4 separate regions of the Mus musculus genome follow, and all the other regions are linked to region 1. The links are chromatin contacts, called in public ChIA-PET maps. All regions are on one chromosome and are shown on one strand. Each heading gives the region's core, a stretch centred on a gene start, on an enhancer-like site or on the middle of the called end of the contact. The rest is flanking DNA. Distances are from core to core; before and after follow the strand shown.

Evidence for each region. ChIA-PET counts read pairs in DNA pulled down with a chosen protein or histone mark.
Region 2: an RNA polymerase II ChIA-PET map of memory CD8 T cells shows a contact between it and region 1, with 9 read pairs. The contact joins two enhancer-like sites. A contact is called at or near these places in 1 of 15 datasets of contacts at CTCF or cohesin (pro-B cells), 4 of 484 Hi-C or Micro-C datasets (the HPC-7 cell line, group 2 innate lymphoid cells, liver and 1 more), 1 of 115 datasets of contacts at active chromatin or transcription factors (memory CD8 T cells) and 1 of 9 other capture datasets (bone marrow-derived macrophages).
Region 3: a contact with region 1 is called in an RNA polymerase II ChIA-PET map of memory CD8 T cells, with 148 read pairs. The contact joins the promoter of Ppp1r12a here to the enhancer-like site in region 1. A contact is called at or near these places in 8 of 39 promoter capture datasets (the C10 cell line, the HPC-7 cell line, HPC-7-derived erythroid cells and 5 more), 3 of 15 datasets of contacts at CTCF or cohesin (CD8 T cells, the NIH/3T3 cell line and pro-B cells), 20 of 484 Hi-C or Micro-C datasets (the C2C12 cell line, the G1E-ER4 cell line, the HPC-5 cell line and 14 more), 25 of 115 datasets of contacts at active chromatin or transcription factors (the 230-238 cell line, the HPC-7 cell line, SST interneurons and 19 more) and 3 of 9 other capture datasets (adipose tissue, bone marrow-derived macrophages and pancreatic islet).
Region 4: a contact with region 1 is called in an RNA polymerase II ChIA-PET map of memory CD8 T cells, with 43 read pairs. The contact joins two enhancer-like sites. A contact is called at or near these places in 1 of 15 datasets of contacts at CTCF or cohesin (pro-B cells) and 3 of 115 datasets of contacts at active chromatin or transcription factors (embryonic stem cells, memory CD8 T cells and oligodendrocyte precursor cells).

What each region holds. Positions count from the first base shown.
Region 1 is chr10:107,950,983-107,955,921 of GRCm38.p6, forward strand. All of the region lies in intron 1 of Gm29685 (predicted gene, 29685), which reads left to right. Among named protein-coding and RNA genes, the nearest start is that of Gm29685, 6.8 kb to the left of the region's middle. Within about 2 kb of position 3,054, at least 10 of the 459 cell types and tissues checked have an H3K27ac peak or open chromatin away from gene starts, as enhancers often do. A contact at or near this core is called in CD8 T cells, adipose tissue and memory CD8 T cells, where this site is marked.
Region 2 is chr10:108,201,030-108,205,968 of GRCm38.p6, forward strand. All of the region lies in intron 2 of Ppp1r12a (protein phosphatase 1, regulatory subunit 12A), which reads left to right. Among named protein-coding and RNA genes, the nearest start is that of Ppp1r12a, 41 kb to the left of the region's middle. Within about 2 kb of position 2,617, at least 4 of the 459 cell types and tissues checked have an H3K27ac peak or open chromatin away from gene starts, as enhancers often do. A contact at or near this core is called in memory CD8 T cells, where this site is marked.
Region 3 is chr10:108,159,940-108,164,878 of GRCm38.p6, forward strand. It overlaps Ppp1r12a (protein phosphatase 1, regulatory subunit 12A), which reads left to right and starts at 2,159. Exons shown (of 25, transcript NM_001368736.1): 1 at 2,159-2,697. The coding sequence starts at 2,461. It overlaps Gm40754 (a long non-coding RNA gene), which reads right to left and starts at 498. Exons shown (of 4, transcript XR_872014.2): 1 at 1-498.
Region 4 is chr10:108,115,564-108,120,502 of GRCm38.p6, forward strand. No RefSeq gene overlaps it. Among named protein-coding and RNA genes, the nearest start is that of Gm40754, 42 kb to the right of the region's middle. Within about 2 kb of position 2,863, at least 55 of the 459 cell types and tissues checked have an H3K27ac peak or open chromatin away from gene starts, as enhancers often do. A contact at or near this core is called in memory CD8 T cells, where this site is marked.

The DNA of each region.
Region 1 (4,939 bases), core at 1,804-4,303:
TGTAGGGGAATGCCAGGGCATGGAGGCGGGAGAGGGTGGGGGAGCACCCTCATAGAAGCAGGGGGAGGGGGAATGGGATAGGAGAGTTCCGGAAGCTTGGTGAGAAATGCGAAAGGGATAAAATTTGAAATGTAAATAAAGAAAATATCCAAGAAAAAGAAAAACAAACAGCCCAATATTAAAACAGGACAAAGGCATGGAGATACCGCACTGGAGAAGATGCTCGGATGATAAATCAGCATGTGAAAAGACAACTCATACCGCTCATCATTAACACTGACAACAAGCATCCAATGTTGGCCATTGTAGACAGCACCGAGGACTCTGATTTGTCGCTGGTGGGAATGCAGAATAATGGTACAGCCATTTTGCAAGCCACTTTGTTAGGGGCTTACTCTGGTTTGGTTTGGTTTGGTTTGGTTTGGTTTGGTTTGGTTTGGTTTGGTTTGGTTTGGTTTGGTTTGGTTTGGTTTGAAACAGGTATTAGCACAGGTAAGCCTCACCCTCATTAGGTAGCCAAGAATAGCCTTCAACTTCCGGTCCTCCTACCTCCGACTTCCAGAGAGCTGGGTATATAAGTGAACACCACTGTTGGAAGACCCTGCTTAATAAACAGCAGTCCACCATGACCCGATAGCTCTCCGGAGTAAAATGGAAGACTCCCTTTCTTGGCGGGGCTTCCCTTTCTCCACTGACCTTATCTCTAGTGTCTTTAAGTACAGATGCCTGACCCTGCTGCAGGATGAGCCTGCACAGAGCTGCCTGCAAGTCCTGCATGATTCAGCCAGTAAGTCCCACTCTGCTCTTCTTGCCATATGATGACTAAGTACGAGGTTATTATCTCTTACATATCCCTATCCCTGAACACTGAAGTAGAGCTGTCTCACTGGGGCTGCCTCCACAAGTCCTGCCGTCATACTCACAGTTCTCTGAACCCTACTTGCCGCTTGGGTCCCCTCTGCCCTCACAGGTCAGTGGTTAATGACCCTGAGGGGAGAGGGAACCCACACACCACCGTGCTTTGTGTATGCTAGACAGTCTACTAACAGAGTTACAAACCTAACCCTGGTTTCGCTGCTTTTTTAATGAACCCAGGCACACTTTTTTTCATGGGAATCTAAGCCTCCTTAGTACTTATACAGAAGAATCCAAAACTTTGGTACACACACACACACACACACACACACACACACACACAAACCAATGCTTTTTACATGGATATTTATTTATTTATTTTTGGCTTTTCAAGACAGGGTTTCTCTGTATAGCCCTGGCTGTTCTGGAACTCACTTTGTAGACCAGGCTGGCCTCGAACTCAGAAATCTTCCTGCCTCCGCCTCCTGAGTGGTGGGATTAAAGGCATGTGCCACCACGCCCGGCTTACATGGATATTTTAAATCTTATTTATGACAGTTCCAACTTGTAAGTATGTGTATAAATTCACAAATTGTCATATTCAAAACACATATTGTTGCTTAAAGGTAACACGAGACCCAGTAGAATTATAAAGCATTTACTTGGACAAATCATGGTCTATGGATGTCACAGTACTGGAGCAAGAATTGCAAGTGGACATCTTTTAAAATATGCACAAATACAAGTAGAGCAGAAAAAAAATTCGTTTGGTTCTGGCTATAAAATGACCTTACTTGGTCTGCCTTGATAGAAGGCTCTAGTTATACATTTAAAAGTTAATTTGTGGCTTTTATGGGTTGAACTTTAGTTTCATTTTATGTTCATATTGGCATTTACAAGAAATAGCTCAGGTTAAGTTTCAGTTATGTTTGCAAGTCAAACAAGGATAAAGTCACTTATGAGGCCTGACTGGTTTTTGTCTCCTCTGGAATTCTTTCCTGCCTGGTCTCCATTTGAATGCAGTTCAAGAGTCTAAACTGTTATTTGCTGCCGATTGCTATTACTGTAGATGAGATATTTTCCACTCTTACAGAAATGTGTAGTTTAGTCATGGAGTGTAAAGACTTTTTAATATTCTTATGCCTCAGCACGTAGAACCAAATTAGCATTTCTTAGGTTTGCGCTGTGTTCAAATGTTTCATTTAAAGAATATCTGTTTGAGTTGCTGACTTCATAAAAAAAAATTACTAAACGAATTTTGGCTTACAACTCAGATGGAATTTTCAACCACTTCTGAAATGAGTATGAAATGCCATTTTGTACTGTAAAGTCATGTGAAACCACACCCAAAGTACTGATTATTATAAAAACCAAAATACTGATCAACTCTGAGACATTTTCGAAATGCTCTATGTTCTGTGGTATCAAATTCTTAAACAAGATTTAATCCTTTCTGCAAAAACAAAAACTTGTATTCATCTCATTCATGTACAACTGTTTGTCCTTAGTAAATGATAAAATTTTATATTTTCCAAAGATTAGTTTACTTCTTTCTTGCTTATCAGTAAATGTTTTATTTGAGTACCTATTTTATGTGCCTAAAACTCCAGGATCGCATGACATTTCTCAGGTATAAAGGATCCACAGGGAGGAAAAATTAAGAAACCTTAAGGTGGTGGTTCTCAACCTTCATAACAGTGAGACCCTTTAATATCGTTCCTCATTGGTGCTGACCCACAACCATCAAACTATTTTCATTGCTACTTCATAACTGTAATTTTGCCATTGCTATGAATCATACTGTAAATATCTGTGTTTTTCAGTGGTCTCAGGTGACCCCTGTGAAGAGAGCATTCACTCTCTAAATGGGTCATGACCCACATGTCGAGGACCGCTGTCTTAAGATGCTCTCTGGGGTTAAGTGATCATAATGTGCCAGCACAGATGCAGCAGTTGTAAGAAATGAACTACCCTAGTGGAGAATATTGATAGAGGGATTCTCTGTATGAATGGAGGGAGGGAGACTGTAGACTGGACATATCTCCCCCCAGTCCTTATATCAATATCTTAATCATCAGGGTGATGATGTTGGGTTGGGTAGGGGGACTCAGTAAAGATTAATTTATCACTGCAGAGCCTTTGTTCATGAGATTACCACTGTAGTAAAAGGGAAACCCACACAGTCCGCCACTTCCTTTGCCATGTGAAAACCCAGTGAATACATAGTTGTCTATGAACCAGGCTCCAGGCCCTCATCAGACTCCAGATCTGCTTATACATTCCCCCTTCCTTTCCTACCTTCCAGAACTGTAAGAAACACATGTCTGTTGTCTGTCCACCACACAGAGAGCACTTTGTTATAGCAACACCAAAGGACTGAGACAGATGATACATGCAGAACCTACATGGGCTTCTCTCAACTTTGTAGTAAACCTAAAGTAGCTCTAAGACAGTACACACACACACACACACATACACACACACACACACACACACACACACACACATACATACACACACACGCATACACACATATATACATACACACACACATACACACACACGCATACACACACATATACATACACACACACACACATATATATGTATATATATATATGTTATGACAAAGTTTGGAGATTTTGAATCAGGGAACTGAGTCTGATACCTAACCTCGTAGTTTCGGAGCATGCAAAACTCACTCATCTGCGACTTTAAATTGTCTAAGAGCCAAAGACTGTTTTGCTCCTGGGATCCCGGGGTTCTTTTGGATGGGTGCCCTCAAGTCCCGTTATTTATTTGCATCTGCTTTGTCACTTGGCTTAGAACACACTGTGTCTTTGTCACTGTTTGTTCCAGCACCTCTGACCCTCCAGCGTTCAGCTGGGATTTGGGAGGGGAAAAAATTAAAACCTCTGGATCTTCATTAGCAAAGAATAAAACACAAAACTTACTGGGCATCTGCACACATCTACACACACACACATGCATACACACACATACACACACACACACATACACACACACACACGCATACACACACATATACATACACACACACACACACACACACACACACACACACACACACTTTCCTAAAGAACTCTTTTCTCCCCATCATCAAACTTTACTATTTATATGATTTCCAAAAGTACAGGAAATAAGGAAACTGGTGCTCTGTTCTCTAGTTACCAAACTCCTAGTACCCATAAGCCACCACTCTTCCCCCAAGGCCTACCTTTGTAGGTAAGGCCTTTGTCTCTAACTGTGAGGTCATCATGCTCCAAATAACCTTCATTCCTTCTGCCCTAAGAGTACATGGTTCAATTTCACAAATCCTCACTGAACAAAGAGCCTCTAGTAGGAAATGAGCTGCTCTTGACAGAGTGAAAAGAGAAGACACTCAAATGTATGCACCTTCTGAGACAGTTTGGAGGGGGCAGTTATGTCGCACTCCTGACCTTAATATCTTTGAAATGGAAGGATGATAGTATTTCCTGATACTAACTAAGATCCACAGTGGTAAAAAGAACCAACTCTACTGGCACCCATGGAGTGAACTGCAAAGCCCAGGGCAAACGAACGCTCGGCTATTTCTGCTGGATGCTCTATAAGTAGAGGGTAATATTCAGACTCTTCTAAGCTCGACCGCCATCCTCACTTACCATGGTTATTGACTTTGTTACTATTTTCCATCTGTCACCACCATCATCTTTTCTTCTCTGAAGAATTCACAGCATGCAAGGAGTTCATGACAAGGAAACAGTAAACAGAGTCAAAATTAAATCCCTAGGAAGGCAGTACTGATTCAAACACAACTGTGATGGATCCATATCCATTGATCTTTGTCGATGTCCTTCCTTTTTTAATGTCTCCAGATAAATCAGTATTTCGGACTTATGAAAAAACAAACACAAAACAAACAAACAAACAAAACACTTTTGATGGTTTCTTTGGACCTACCTTTTTCACACAGATTTCTTTTTTTTTATTGTTTATGCATTTACTTGAAATATCTCAACTTTGCATTGATGAACTTATAAGCAATTGATGAATTATTCAAATGTAAATGCAGGCAGAAAGA
Region 2 (4,939 bases), core at 1,367-3,866, 250 kb after region 1:
TGCAAATACTGGCTATCCAAAATTACAAATTACGTCCTTACTTTTTTTGTGCTTAGACATCTACTAAGTACCTCTGCTACTTAGATCAGTTCATAGAAAAATTCAATAACTTTTGTTTGTTTGTTTGTTTGTTTTGAGACGGGTTTCTCTATGGTAACAATGCTCTGGCTGTCCTGGACTCGCTTTTATAGACCAGGCTGGCCTTGAACTCATGGAGGTCTACCTGCCTCTGCTTCCTAAGTGCTGGGATTAAAGGCATGCGCCACCATGCCTGGCATGCTAACTGTTACTTTTTCTTCAAAAATAATGTAAAAGTTAGGTACTTAGGCTTTGAGTCAGCTAATATGGATTACAAGTGCTTCCTCGCCAATTCCTGCGAGTTGTGATTTGGGCAGGCTCAGTCTTCTAGTTTCAGTTTTCTCTTCTCTAAGATGGGATAATAGGACTGTTGTGAGGCTTAACTAGGGTGACCTGGTACACACAGTACAGTATGGCACATAAGAAATACTGGTACACACAGTACAGTATGGCACATAAGAAATACTGGTACACACAGTACAGTATGGCACATAAGAAATACTGGTACACACAGTACAGTATGGCACATAAGAAATCCGTGGCGTGTATTATCTTTTGATAGTTATCTTTTTGTTTCCTCTGGTAAAATGAAACTCAACCTCTTTCTTCAAATGCTAATGCTTGTACTTTTTAAAATACAGCTTTTGAGACTGAAAAAGCAATAACAGTTCTATATAATTTCCTTGCATAGATTTGATTGAGTCATAAACCTGCTGAGTCATTTGGTATGTTTTTAGTTACATGTAAAAGATTACCATAGTTCCAGAATTATGACTTATGCAGCCACATCTTAAGAGCTTAATTTAAAAAGGGTTAAGAATAAAAATTACCTTCTTCATATTTTACAGAAGTCACTTCTTTATGGCTAAAAAAGAATCCATTGTATATATTAATTACATTCTTTGTCTATTCCTCTGTTGATTGACACCTAGGTGGAGTCCATAACTTGGACTATTTAAATTGGCTATTGTAAACAGTACTACAATAAACATCTATGTGCCAGTATCATATTGGTACATTGGTGTATTAGTTAGGGTTCTGTTGTTGTCATAAAACACTAACTTGACGAAAAGCAAGGACTTTTTCAGCTTACAAGTCTTAGGTCACACTTCATCATTGAGGAAACTAAAGGCAGGAACCTGGAGATAGGAACTAAAACAGGGGCAGTGGAGGAGTACTGCTCACTCTTAGCTTGTGCAGTCTGCTTTCCTATACAACCCAGGACCACCTGCCTGGGGTGGTGCTACCCACAATAGGCTGCGCCCTCCCCATCATCCGCTAATTAAGAAAATGCTGCACTGGGATGCCTTCAGGCAGGCCAGTCTAATGAAAGCATTTTCTCAATTGAAGTTTCCTCTTTCTAGATGCCCTGACTTGTGTCAAGTTAATATAAAAACCAGCCAACGCAGGTGACTTGTAGTTTTTGGTATAGCAGGGGTATGTGCTAGATCCATACCCCTATGGATATGAGAGCTTAGTGGCTATGCTAGTTTACATTCTGAACAGCAGCATATCAGGGTTCTCTTTTGTCACATCCTCACCGTGATTTGCTGTTACTGTTTTCTTAATGACTGCCATCATCACTGGGATGAGATAGACTCTCACTGTGATTGTGATTGGCATTTCTCTGATGGCTAGTGAAAATAACATTTTCAATGTTTCCTGGCCATTTATACTTCATCTTCTGGGAACTGTCTTCTGTTTTCACTAACCCATGTACTGATTGTTTGATTTCTTGTATAGTTCTTTTTTTAATCCTTGTGGCCTAGATACTAATTATGTCAAAAATGAAAGCTAACAACTTTTTTCTCCTGTTACATAGGCTGTCGCTTGATGATTTCCTTTGCTAAACACAAGCTTTTGTAGTTTAATGGAATTCCATTTGTCAGTTGTTGGTATTATTTTATGAGAGATTGGGGTCCTGTTCAGGAAATCTGAGCCTATTCCCATTTGTTAAGTGTTTTCTCTTTTACTTAGGCAGATCTTTGATCTGCGCCCATTTGGTCTTTACACAGGGTGAGAAATAGGGACCCAGTTTCATTCTGTTATATGGGTGGCTGTACAATTTCACCATGGCCACTGTTTGTTGAAGAGGTTGTTTTCAATGTTTATGTTTTGGAGTATTTTTCAAAATCGGGTGGTTACATTTGGCTTGACTCCTCTGTTCTACTGACCTCTGTGTCTGTTTTGTGCTGGTGTACTCTGTAATATAATTGCAGTAGGGTATGCTAATACATTACTCCAGCATTTTGTTTTTGCTCAGCATTGCTTTGACGAGCAAGCATTTTGTGCTTCTATATGTATATTAAGGGTATTATTATTATAATTATAAAGAATAACCCTGGAATTTTGATGAGTTGTGTATAATCTATAGGTTGTTTTGGTAGTGTGTCCTTTTCTATAATAATACACTTGTCTTAGGGATTCTATGGCTGCAACAAAACACCATGACCAAAAAGCAAGCTGTGGAGGAAAGGGTTTACTCAACTTCCATATTGCTGTTCACCACCAAAGGGAGTCAGGGCAGGCAGGAAGTCAAGCAGGGTAGAAACCTGTAGGTAGGCACTGGTACAGATGCCATGAACAGATGTTGTTTACTGGCTTGCTCAGCCTGATTTCTTACAGAACCTAGGACCATCAGCCCAAGGATAGCACTACCCACAATAGATGGGTCTCCCTTCATCAGTCACTAATTGAGAAAAGGCCTTATGCCTGGATCTTAGGGAGGCATTTTCTCAATTGAAGCTTCCTCCTTTCAGGTAACTCTAGTTTGTGTCAAGTTAACCTAAGGCTAGGCAGCATGACATGTTTCTAGTTTATGAGCATGGCAGATCTCTCCATCTTCTGATGTCTGTCTGTTTTCTTCCTGACTGTTTTACAATTTCTATTGTAGTATCCTTTCACTGCCTTCGGTAGGTTTGGTGTATTGTAGTTAGAGTTTGTCTGACTGTTTTACAGTTGCTGTTGTGGAATCCTCTCACTGCCTTCAGTGGGTCTAGTATATTACAGTTAGAGTTTTTGTTTGTTTGTTTGCTTGGGGTTATTTTTGGAGGCAGTTATGAAGAAGTATTTTTGCTTTCTTAAATATTTGCTATTGAAGTATAGTAATGTTGTTGGTCTTTTATGTTGATTTTTATATTTTGCTATCTTGCTGATAGTTTTTATCGAATCTAAGAGCCTTCTGGTGGAGTATTGGGTATCTCTTTAATTTTAGAACTGTGTCATCTTGATGTTTTCTACTTAGGCCTCATTTATTTCCTCTCTGTGGCTACTGTGCTCCCATATTGATTTTTTATTGGAATATTTTCTTTACTTACATTTCAAATGTTATCCCCTTTCCCAGTTCCCCTCTCTCCTGGAAATATGCTATCACATCCTCCCTACCCCTGCTTCTATGAGGGTGTTCCTGCACCCACCCACTCCTACCTCCCCACCCTCAATTCCCCTACACTGGGGCATCAAGCCTTCATAGGACCAAGGACCTCTCCTCCAATTGATGCATGACAAGGTCATTCTCTGCTACATATGCAGCTGGAGCCATGGGTACTCCTTTGTTGATGGCTTAGTCCCTGGGAGCTCTGGGGAGTCTGGTTGGTTGATATTGCTGTTCTTCCTGTAGGGCTGCAAACCCCTCCAACTCCTTCAGTCCTTTTTCTAACTCCTTTATTGGGGACCCAATAGAGTGCTGGTGCTCAGTCCAATATTTGGCTGCAAATATCCACCTCTGTATATGTAAGGCTCTGGCAGGACCTCTCAGGAGACAGCCATATCAGGATCCTTTCAGCCTGCACTTCTTGGCATCCAAAATAGTGTCTGGGTTTGGTAACTGAATATGGGTGAATCCCCAGGTGGGACAGTCTCTGGGTAACCTTTCCTTCAGTCTCTGCTCAACACTTGATCTCCATATTTGTTCCTGTGAGTATTTTGTTCTTCTAAGAAGGACCGAGTCACCCACACTTTGGTCTTCCTTCTTCTTGAGCTTCATGTGGTCTGTGAATTGTATCCTGGTTATTTGGAGCTTTTGAGCTAATATCCACTTATCAGTGAGTGTATATCATGAATGTTCTTTTGGGATTGGGTTACCTCACTCAGGATTACATTATCTAGTTTTATCCATTTACCTACGAATTTCATGAATTCATCTTTTTTAATAGCTGAGTAGTACTCCATCGTGTAAATGTACCACAGTTTCTGTATCCATTCCTCTGTTGAAGGACAGCATTTTAACAAATAGTGCCGGTTCAACTGGTGGTCAGCATATAGAAAAATGCAAATCGACCCATTCCTATCTCCTTGTACAAAGCCCAAGTCCAAGTGGATCAAGGACTTCCACATAAAACCAGATACACTGAAACTTATAGAGGAAAAAGTGGGGAAGAGCCTCGAACACATGGGCACAGGGGGAAATTCCTGAACAGAATGCCAATGGCTTATGCTCTAAGATCAAGAAACGACAAATGGGACCTCATAATTTTGCAAAGGATATTGTCAAGAGGACAAAAGGACAACCAACAGATTGGCAAAAGATCTTTACCATTCCTACATCTGACACCTCTGTCCGATATATACTGGATATTAGAAGTTAGACTCCAGAGAACCAAATAACCCTTTTTTAAAAATGGGGTACAGAGTTAAGCAAAGAAGGCGCACGCCTTTAATCCCAGCACTCGGGAGGCAGAGGCGGGCAGATTTCTGAGTTCGAGGCTAGCCTGGTCTACAGAGTGAGTTTCAGGACAGCCAGGGCTATACAGAGAAACCTTGTCTAGAAAATAAATTAATTAATTAACTAATTAATTAATTTAAAAAAAGAATTCTCAACTGAGGCATATCGAATGGACTAGAAGCACCTAAAGAAATGTTC
Region 3 (4,939 bases), core at 909-3,408, 210 kb after region 1:
AAATGAAGTCTGGACAAGCTAACAGCCCAAGGTTTGAGGTTTCTATTTTGTTTTTAATTGATAGCTTTTGGGAATTGGAATTAACTATGTTTTGTTAATGAACTATTGTCTTGTTTTTGTATTATTTTTATGTCCTGAAAGAAGTGCTTGAGTTAGAAATGGCATATCTCCCACTGCAGTCCTCTTGCCCAAATGAAAATGTGAAATTCCAATGAATGTGTATTTCAAGAGCACTTTTAATAGCAAATAAATAGACAGAATGTTCTCAGAAAACAAGGAAAAGTCAGTTTTCTCTAGGTAGATAGGAGAGCTGGTAAGAGTATACTCAATTCTTTTCTTTGATTGGGAGGGCCATATTCTGTGCATAGGGATTTTATAGTTTCACGTTAAGAAAATTCATGACCCTGCTCCATGGTGGTAGCACACAGATTTAATCCCAGCACTTGGGAGGCAGAGGCAGGCCAATTTCTGAGTTTGAAGTCTACAAAGTGGGTTCCAGGACAGCCAGATCTACATGGAGAAACCGTATCTGGAAAAGAAAGAGAGAGAGAGAGAGAAAGAGAGAGAGAGAGAGAGAGAGAGAGAGAGAGAGAGAGAGAGAGAAGAAGAAGAGGAGGAGGAGGAGGAGGAGGAGGAGGAGGAGGAGGAGGAGGAGGAGGAGGAGGAGGAGGAGGAGGAGGAGGAGGAAGAAGAAGAAGAAGAAGAAGAAGAAGAAGAAGAAGAAGAAGAAGAAGAAGAAGAAGAAGATGATGATGATGATTCAGTACCAAACACCACTGTTCTCATTGTTGTGCAGAGGTCTAGTGGTATGATCCTCAATACATTTTATGAAGATATAGATGTATTTCATGTGTGGCACACTCGTTTTGTGTTTCAAGGAAGTAGTTTTATCTTAGCTTGGATTTTATTACTATTCCTAACATTGAAATTCAGAATATTCAGTTCTATAAGGTGGTTCCCCCAGCATATTTTACTCAGTTATTCTAATCTACCAGAAAGGCAACATGCTGAAGAGTAAGAAAATAACTTTTCACTGCTGTATTCCCAGCACTGGGAGGCGGTTAGGGGCAAGGCAACTATTTTCTTTGGGGGTGGGGGGGTTCACAGTCTACAGGATTCCCAAAAAGGACCAGTGGTAGGGTTTTATGACATTATAGATCTAAAGTGTATGGGACGGGAGAGTGTTTAGAAAAGGCAAAGCTAAAATCTCCTTATGATGTTCTTTGCAACACAAGAATTTAAGAAATGGGCTCAAATAAATCGTATTTACTGTATTTTCAGAGCCTAGGAAGTCACGACTTTTTAGACATGTACTGGATAAATATCAGTCGAAGTAACTGCCTTCGTCCACATTCCTTTTGAATTCTAGACGCAGCCGGGTCTTTACTCCATAGAAAGCAATGGAGCTGAAACCGTAAATCCCTTAAAAGGTCAGGAGCAGTTAACAAGGCTGAACTAGCCCTCATGGGCAGTGCCACCCAGGCCGAAAAGCGATGGAGGAAGAAGAAATCAAAACAGGCTTAAAGACGGGGGAAAAACAAAACAACAATACTGAGCAAGCCTAAGAGGAAAGACATTTCTGCAGTGGGTGTTTGCAGGAAGCCACTGCAATTAACCGCAGGTCACCATCCCCTGCCAGTAGGCGATCACCTCGGTCAATGCCACCGGGGCCGTGGAGACGACTCCGACCCCACTTTTAAAACGCTCTCATCAGGATCGCCCGGGTTTCCCCCCGAGTTCCTCGGGAAGAGCAACCCCCACAAGCACCTAATGCACGACCCGTGTCCTCTCCATTCAAATCACGCAGCCAATAGGAAAACCCTCCGCCCCGGGCAGACGCCTCGCGCGGCCCGCCGAGCCCGGGAGGAGGCAGGCAGGTCAGCCCGGTCCCGCCTCGCCGCCCGACCCGGCTGCCTCTAGAGCTCTCGGTCCCGCCGGACGAGACAACCTTCCTTCCCGGCCTCCTCCCTTCCAGGAGCGGCCCAGCCCCCGGCTGCCAGAGCCACACCCGCTTCCCTCCGGTAGCGCCCCCGCCAGCGCTCGGCCCCCGAGCTCTTCCTGGGCCGGGCCGAAGCCGAGGCCCAGGCCGAGGCGGGAGCGCGCATGCGCACTGGGCCGCAGGGCGCCTCCCCGGCCGCGATCTCGCGAAGTTACGCTCAGCCGGGCCGCGGCTGACGGACTGACGGGCGGGCGGCCGTGCCGGGGGCGGGAGGGCGTCTGTGGTAGGAAGAGAGGCCCGCTCGGCCGGGCTCGCCCCAGTGCTCTGTGGGATACTGGAAGTCTCGAGCGTCTCCTCCCCGGCTCGCGGCTCCGCTCCGCTCCGGCCCCTCTCTCTCTCTCTCTCTCTCTTTCTGTCGCCGACGCGGTCGCATACTCCCCCCGGCGGCGTCCCCTCGCCGCCGCCGCCCCCTTCCCCCCCGCCCCAGCTCGCGATAAGAGGAGCCGGCGGCTGGAGAGGGGATGAAGATGGCGGACGCGAAGCAGAAGCGGAACGAGCAGCTGAAGCGCTGGATCGGCTCCGAGACGGACCTCGAGCCGCCCGTGGTGAAGCGCCAGAAGACCAAGGTGAAGTTCGACGATGGCGCCGTCTTCCTCGCCGCCTGCTCCAGCGGCGACACGGACGAGGTCCTCAAGCTGCTGCACCGCGGCGCCGACATCAATTACGCCAATGTGGACGGACTCACCGCCCTGCACCAGGTCTGTGTGCCCGGCGTCCCCTCATCCGGACCCCGGAACCCCGGGGCCCGCTGTGGTGCTCGCGCCCGGGGCCGGGGCTGAGGCCGGGGGGTGGCGGGAGACTCCCTGCTTGCGGGTGAGGGGGCGGCTCCGTCGCGGGAGGCTGGCTGGGGCGCGGGGCTCCGGGCCCCCCTCCAGAGCCGCTCGCCCGCAGCCTGTGCAGTTTGGGGGGGGACCCGGCCGATGTTCCTGGGCGCGGGGCAGAATGGACTGTGGTCCTCTTGGGGGCCTCCAGGGCCATTTGTGGACATGTGTCTGGGTCTGGTAGTCTGGGTCAAGCCGAGCCGGAGAGTAATGGGTTGTGCCGAGGCCCGGTGTCAGTGATAGACCGTGGGGCGGGGAGGGTTGTTGAAAAAAAAAAATCCACTAACAGGGACTCTTGGGGCAGATGGAGCCCACTGGCCTGGAGGTGGGCATTGGTGTTGGTGTACATTTTTAGGACTTGATTACAAATGAGGATGATGATATTAGTGATCCCGAACCCTTAAAGCCCGAACCCTTAAAGCCGGGTGCCCCGAGCGAACGATTTCCTGTTTTCTCCTTTATTACTCTTGGTCACTGGGGAGGGGGAAACGGGGTGTAATTAGCTAATCCGGAGTGGCTGAAAGAGAGGGGATTGGTAGTGAATCTGATAAGGGAAGTCTTCCCGAGTGGGCTTGCCCACCTCGTAACTGGAGTCTATGGGTTCCTGTACTCGAAGTTGGTCGCAGTCACAGATCCCTGAGTCCTGGCTCCTGGAGTGCACACCGGGGCTAGGGAAGATGGGAATAAACACTGTGTACTCCTCAAAGACAGTTGCCAAACTTTATTATTATTATTTTTTTATTTTTTGGTGGTGGTGGTGGGGAGGGGGAGAGAAAAAAAAAAAACCAAAGCTAATCACAACCTTTTCTCAAAATGGATGCTTTGTGCATGTTAAAGTTTTATAGTAGTCCGATTGGGATCTCTCAATGTTAGCCAAATAAGGAGAAACTATTGGCAATCCAGAGATAATGTTGCTTTGCCTTTAACAAGCCAAAAGCAACAGAACCCTTAGAGTTCTGCTTGAAAAGCAAGTTTAAAGTGCTGGTAATAGATGCCACGACAGATTCTTTCTATTTTCATATTAAGAAACTTGGAATTACTAGGAAATTTACAGTGAAAAAGAATTTTCCCGCTCCCCTCAGACTCCTCTTGGTTGTGTGGGAGAGCATAGCTCTATTTTGAATAATAGTGTGGTTAAAAACAGAGGTTGAAACCTAAGGCTCCGCACTTTGTACCTAAACTTTATTATTTTGTGCCTGTTAACTTTATACCTTTTAAAAAGACATGGTATGGAGGCATTTTCCTTTTATTGTTTCCTGCTTTAATAAGTGATGACCATTTAAAGTTTTATTTAATCAAATTCACATATCAAGCTTGGCGTAGCCTTTGTTTACAAAGCTGACTGGAAGGGCTGAAGTGCCTGACAATCTGCAGGACAGATCTGGAATTTAGAATGGCACCAAAGGAAAATATAGGGTGGTTCTCTAATGTAATGCAAAGTTCATTTGCTTACAGCTTAAGGCACATTATAAATCTAGATCTGGAAACATGGTTTTGAGAAGGAAATCACCTTCAGCATTAAAAATTTTTATCATATAACATTAAAAAAATAATCTTCTTTTTTCACATGTCCTTGGCAAGTTTAAATGAGAAATTGGTTCTGAGACACACTTAACTATATGTCAGAATAATTGGATAGTGGTTTATATCAGCATGTTTTCTAAAACTAAGTAGAAGTGTGAAGTTTATTCCCTTTGGAGAATTGTACTGGCTTAGAGGAAGAAGACAATGTCTAACATTTTTTTTTAATGTTGCAGTACTAGTTTAGATAGTTGAAAAGACAAGAAATTGGCTTTTAAAGGCTTGTGTTTAACAGTTTTTACTTATTTAAAGAAGCCAGACTTAATGATATCTTCTTGATTAACTGAATTCAGTGGTTTAGTGAATGTAGGTATAGTCTCTATGACTGCATATTTTGTTTGAGTTGACAGGAGATGTTTCTAAGTTTATGCCATTTGTATAAAGCATTTTTATTTGCAGTTGGTGTGGAGCACGTTCCTTAAATCAAAGAAGCCAAAGTCCCTAAAAGATGAAGCATTGTGGGGCTGGAGAGATTGCTTAGTGGTCAAGAGCAGTGGCTGTCCTTGGAGAGGTCCTAAGTTCAATTCCCAGTACCCAC
Region 4 (4,939 bases), core at 1,613-4,112, 160 kb after region 1:
CTGCGCCATCTAAAAAAGCTAGCTGAGCAAGTGAAAGAGATACCCAGTACGCAATGTTCTTCCATGGTTTCTGCTGCAGCTCCTGCCCTGATTCCCCTCAGTGATGGAATGTGACCTAGAAATGTAAGCCAAATAAACTTTTTCCTTCCCAATTTTTTTGCGGGGTAGTGTCAGAGTATTTTACTAAAGCAAACTAAACAATCACCTTTAACCATAAAGTCATCCCTGAAGTTTTCCCACCTCCAGCGTCTATGCATCTTTCATGATTACTAATATGCCTGGAAATTCACCTGCCATACCGGTTAGTGATCTGAACCAATAACCTTTTAAAATCGAAATAATTTGAATTACTTTTGTTGCAGTTGAAACAGCCCTGATCAAGTGGTGATTATGTGGCTGAGGTCTAGGCCCAACCCAATGAGGATGCAGATTAAGGGCATGGCAAGAATGTCTCCTCACCTGTATTAGGTCCTCTTAGCAGATACTGGACGGTGTGGGTGAAACTTCTTATTGGGCCAACAAGCCAAGAAGATTAAAAATCAAGGTTAATCATCTGGGTGTGGCAGTACACACCTCTAATCTCAGCACTTGGAAAGTAGAGACAGAAGGGCCAGCTATACAACATCAGGAGTTCACAGTCTAGGCTACATAAGACACTATCAAGAGAAGAACGAGGTTAACTCTACAACCCTATCGCTGTCCCTTAGCTTCAACACACCATCCTACTTCTGGCTGAAGATTACAGCCTCAATATAAACATCCTCTATGGCCAGATCAGACTAAGAAATCTGACCTACTGAAGGAAGGCTGTCCATAGCGTGACAGATTTACTTCCAGAATAGATACAGGTCACCAGCAGACATCCACAGCAAGCAGTTGCAAATCTCACTGGGTCTGAATACGACTAGGAAGTCTTCTGAAAATGGAGATTCTGAAATTCCAACTCTAGACTTTCAAGTTTAAAAGTCCTAATGAGATGGAATCGCTGCTGAGGGGGGTTTTACCAAGCAATCCTGAGCTTGGCTGACTATCACCACACCATTCATTTCCCCTAGATTAAAAAAAGTAGTCTGTAGGGTCTGCATGTGTGTGCACATGTGTGTGTATGTATGTATATATGTATGTGCATGCATACATGTGTGTGCATATGTATATCCTGATCACTTTTACATGTGTGTGTATGTATGTATGTACATGCATACATGTGTGTGCATATGTATATCCTGATCATTTTTACATTCTACTTATCAAAAGATATGCAATGATGTGTGAGAAGAACAGGCTTTTAAATTTTCTCCCAAAACACTATCATAACAATCACTCAGGGAAAACTCCAACCTTTGAAGTATCTTGTAAGATGTATTTACTTGTTCTGTGAGTATGAAAGCATGTCTGCTTGCATATATGTACGTTCACCACATGTTTGCTTAGTGCCTGCAGAGGTTAGAGGTAACCATCAGATCCCCTGGAACTGGAGTCCCCAGTGTTTGTGAACCACCATGTGAACTGAACCACTGACCCCAGCCCCTGATGTAATTTTCTTCTTTAAATCTTCATCTCACTTGAAAACTGCCTGGGTTCTTTTTCTGGTTCCCAGCATTCTATTTCAGAATGCACTCAGCTTGTATTTAAAGGAACATCCGCCAAATGTCATCCACTAGTTCACGCTCAACACTGCGTACCTCCGACCTACTCAGTTTCTTCTGCCACACACATGGGCTTAGCATCACACACACACTGGCTCTTCTCTCGGCCCTTCCTCTGGTTTTGGAGAGATTACGTAACCATGCCCACCCCTCATTCTTGATAGGCTTATACACGAGGGCTCAGAATTCCATGCCTTACTCCCTTAGAGTACAAGTTTCATAGAGGCAAGGATTTTGTGGTCCTCTGCACACTGCAGTTCATCTTCTACACTAGTTCTAAAAAATGGTTTAATGACTACATTTCAAATAACTAAAGGAAGAAAGGTGAGAAGGACGATGAAAGATCACCCTGCTTGTTTCGACCAGCATCATTCTCTCTGAGCCTCTCCCTCTGGATGCTGCTGTGAGTGACAGCATTGAGATGAGCCCTTAGCTGTCTCTCTCTCTCCACAGCCCCCACCTCCCTTCTCACCACCACCTGACTTGTAAAAATATTTCATAGTCCCTATTTCTATGGCATGTGAAAATCAGCACACAAAACAAAACATCAACATAATTAGTTAATTAATTGCCTAAAACTAGGTCTGAGGTAATGTTGGTCAGACAACTTAGAGAAGATCAGTAGCACCCGAGATTCTGATCTGGCAAGATAATTGAGTGAACAAAATTGATGCCTGGAAAATACAAAGCTCTCAGGCTGGAGAGATAGTTCAGTGGTTTAAGAGCACTGACTGCTCTTCCAGAGGTCCTGAGTCCAATTCCCAGCAACCACATGGTGGCTCACAGCCATGTAGTGGGATCAGATGCCCTCTTCATGTGTGTCTGAAGAGAGCAACAGTGTACACATGCTCGGGGTGGAAACTGTGAATGACCTGGTAAGCAAAGCCCAGGGTCAGAAGTATTTGTCACTAAGAACTGAGCAAAGTCCTGGCAGGCATTAAGTACTGTTAAGGAAATCTGAGGATGTCCTCCAATCAATGTGAACTGCACAAGGGCAAAGACTTTTGCCTCTAATTTGTACTCTACCATGTCAACAACTCCTGACCAATCCTGACAATGTATGCTTATTTTGTCAGTAAAGGGGCATCAAGAACTAGAAAAAAAATTCTTATACCAAAACAACTCAATTTGAAAACCCCAGCGGTTTAGATAGGCATGCAGGGAGGATGTGGTCTCCCTGCCTTTTCCTGAAGATGACTTAATTTTCAGGTCAATAGCACCTCCCCAAGCTACATCTTCAACCAAAGGAAAAAGGGGGGTGGGAGACAGAAACAGAGAGGAATCTTTCAAAGCACATGAATTTGGGGAAGCATAAAGCATACTGAATACTACAAGGCTTCCACTTGAACGGCATCATTTTTGAGCCGGTAATCAGCACTGAGACGCTGAGGTTATATGGAGCACTGACTGTATAATAACTGACTGTTATATGGAGCACAGCCTAGTAGAGAATGCAGCTGCAGCTGCTTCAGAGCCACCAACGGTGCTGAATGGGAAGGAGGGACCCACCAAAGGAAAACGCAATGCCGTTATTTCCTAGAAGAAGGGTGAGCTCTGAGACACATAAACAGTAAACGCTCACCACAAAGAATTAGGAGCCCAGGCTTGACCCAGCTTTGCCAAGTCAGGTCATCTCCTGGCAAGCCCCAAGTGTGCAGTCAGGGAGCTCTGATGGGAGACGGCAATGCACAATGGGAGAGCTTGGGTACCAAGAAGTGAGCTTCAGCCATGAGCCAACATGAATAGAAACTGCTACTGAGAGCAAGCAGTCAAAGCAGCTGCAGCTTCCAGGCAGAGAGTCGGTTCTTATACACTTCCCCGAATGCAAACATGGTTGGCTTCGCTGAAATCAAGGATGAGGTAGCATTTGAAGCTTGAATCAGAGCATGTAGGAGTATTCAAAATGTTAGATGCGGTAGTTCAGGGAGTCATCACAGGAACACATGCATTATCTATAAAAGGCACTTAACCCTCTAATGAAAGTTCAGACTCTGTATTAAACTGTAGGATGAGGCCAGCAAGATTAAAAAGAAAAAGAAAGAAAAAGAAAAAGAAAAAGGAAAAGGAAAAGGAAAAGGAAAAGGAAAAGAAAAAGAAAAAGAAAAAGAAAAAGAAAAAGAAAAAGAAAAAGAAAAAGAAAAAGAAATCCAGATGTGATGTCTGTAAATCCCAACCCCAGAGCAGCCCCACAGCTGCATAGGAGAGGTAGACCAAAGAATCCACTATATCTGTAAAGCTTCAGAAATAGCAAAAGAGACCTTGCCTTATAAACAAGGTGGGGAGACAAGACTCTCCTCTTCTGGCTTTCACATACACAGTGTAACATGGGCCCCACCCCAAGTTCCACACTAAGAAATAAACATAAGTAAATGTTTTAAGATTGTGTGAAGATCTCTGTAAAGATACACCACGGGCACTCCACCTTCAGTTTCCCACTTGGCCCTCTGTCTGATGAGGAACTTCTCACAAGTGAAGGTGAACAGAACCTCCAATTAAGCTAGAAATCTATCACATATATACATATGTTTACATGTCATACATATTTGTTCCATCCACTCCTGCCTCTTATCTAGTCAATTACCTGATCTTGCCTATTATACATCCTACACTTTGCCTGCCTCCTTCCCCTTCCCTCAAGCTGTTGGCAGGACCCACACTTTCATCGTGGGTCTTTGTGCAGAGCACTTCAGTCGCCCTTACCTGAATTCTCTGGATTAAGATACAGACTCCTAAAACCCATAGTCTACATAAATCTGTATCCTGATAGTATTCTGTAACAACTTCTAATATGATGTTTTCAACACCACACTGGAACATTGCTTTGCATGCTTGTCCCACTGTCTAGATACTGACCAAATCATACCGCACTTATTCCCTTAGCACAGCAAGACTTGGTGACCACTTCCAACTCCTGGTTAGTCACATGCCATACTGAAAACATCATTTCCTGTTTCTCACATTGGGGCCATTGTGTGAACCGTTACACCTTGGCATGTGCAGTGTGATCAATTAGAACTTATTCTGAATTAGAAATAAATGCCAGATATAATGGATCAGAATAGGGTAGAGAAATTTCAACTTTTCTAACACCATTTTACCTAGCCTGGAATTCAAGATCCTCCTGCCTCAGTTACCCAGAGGTTTGGATTCATCATCGCACCCAGCAAGAAAACTGTACTTTATTGAAATGTTTTTGCTGAGTCTATACGATACACTTTCACCAGCAGTTTGAAGATGCAATGGCCTGTGATTCTGTAATGTGCATATTATATCTTTGAAGATGAAGGAAAGCG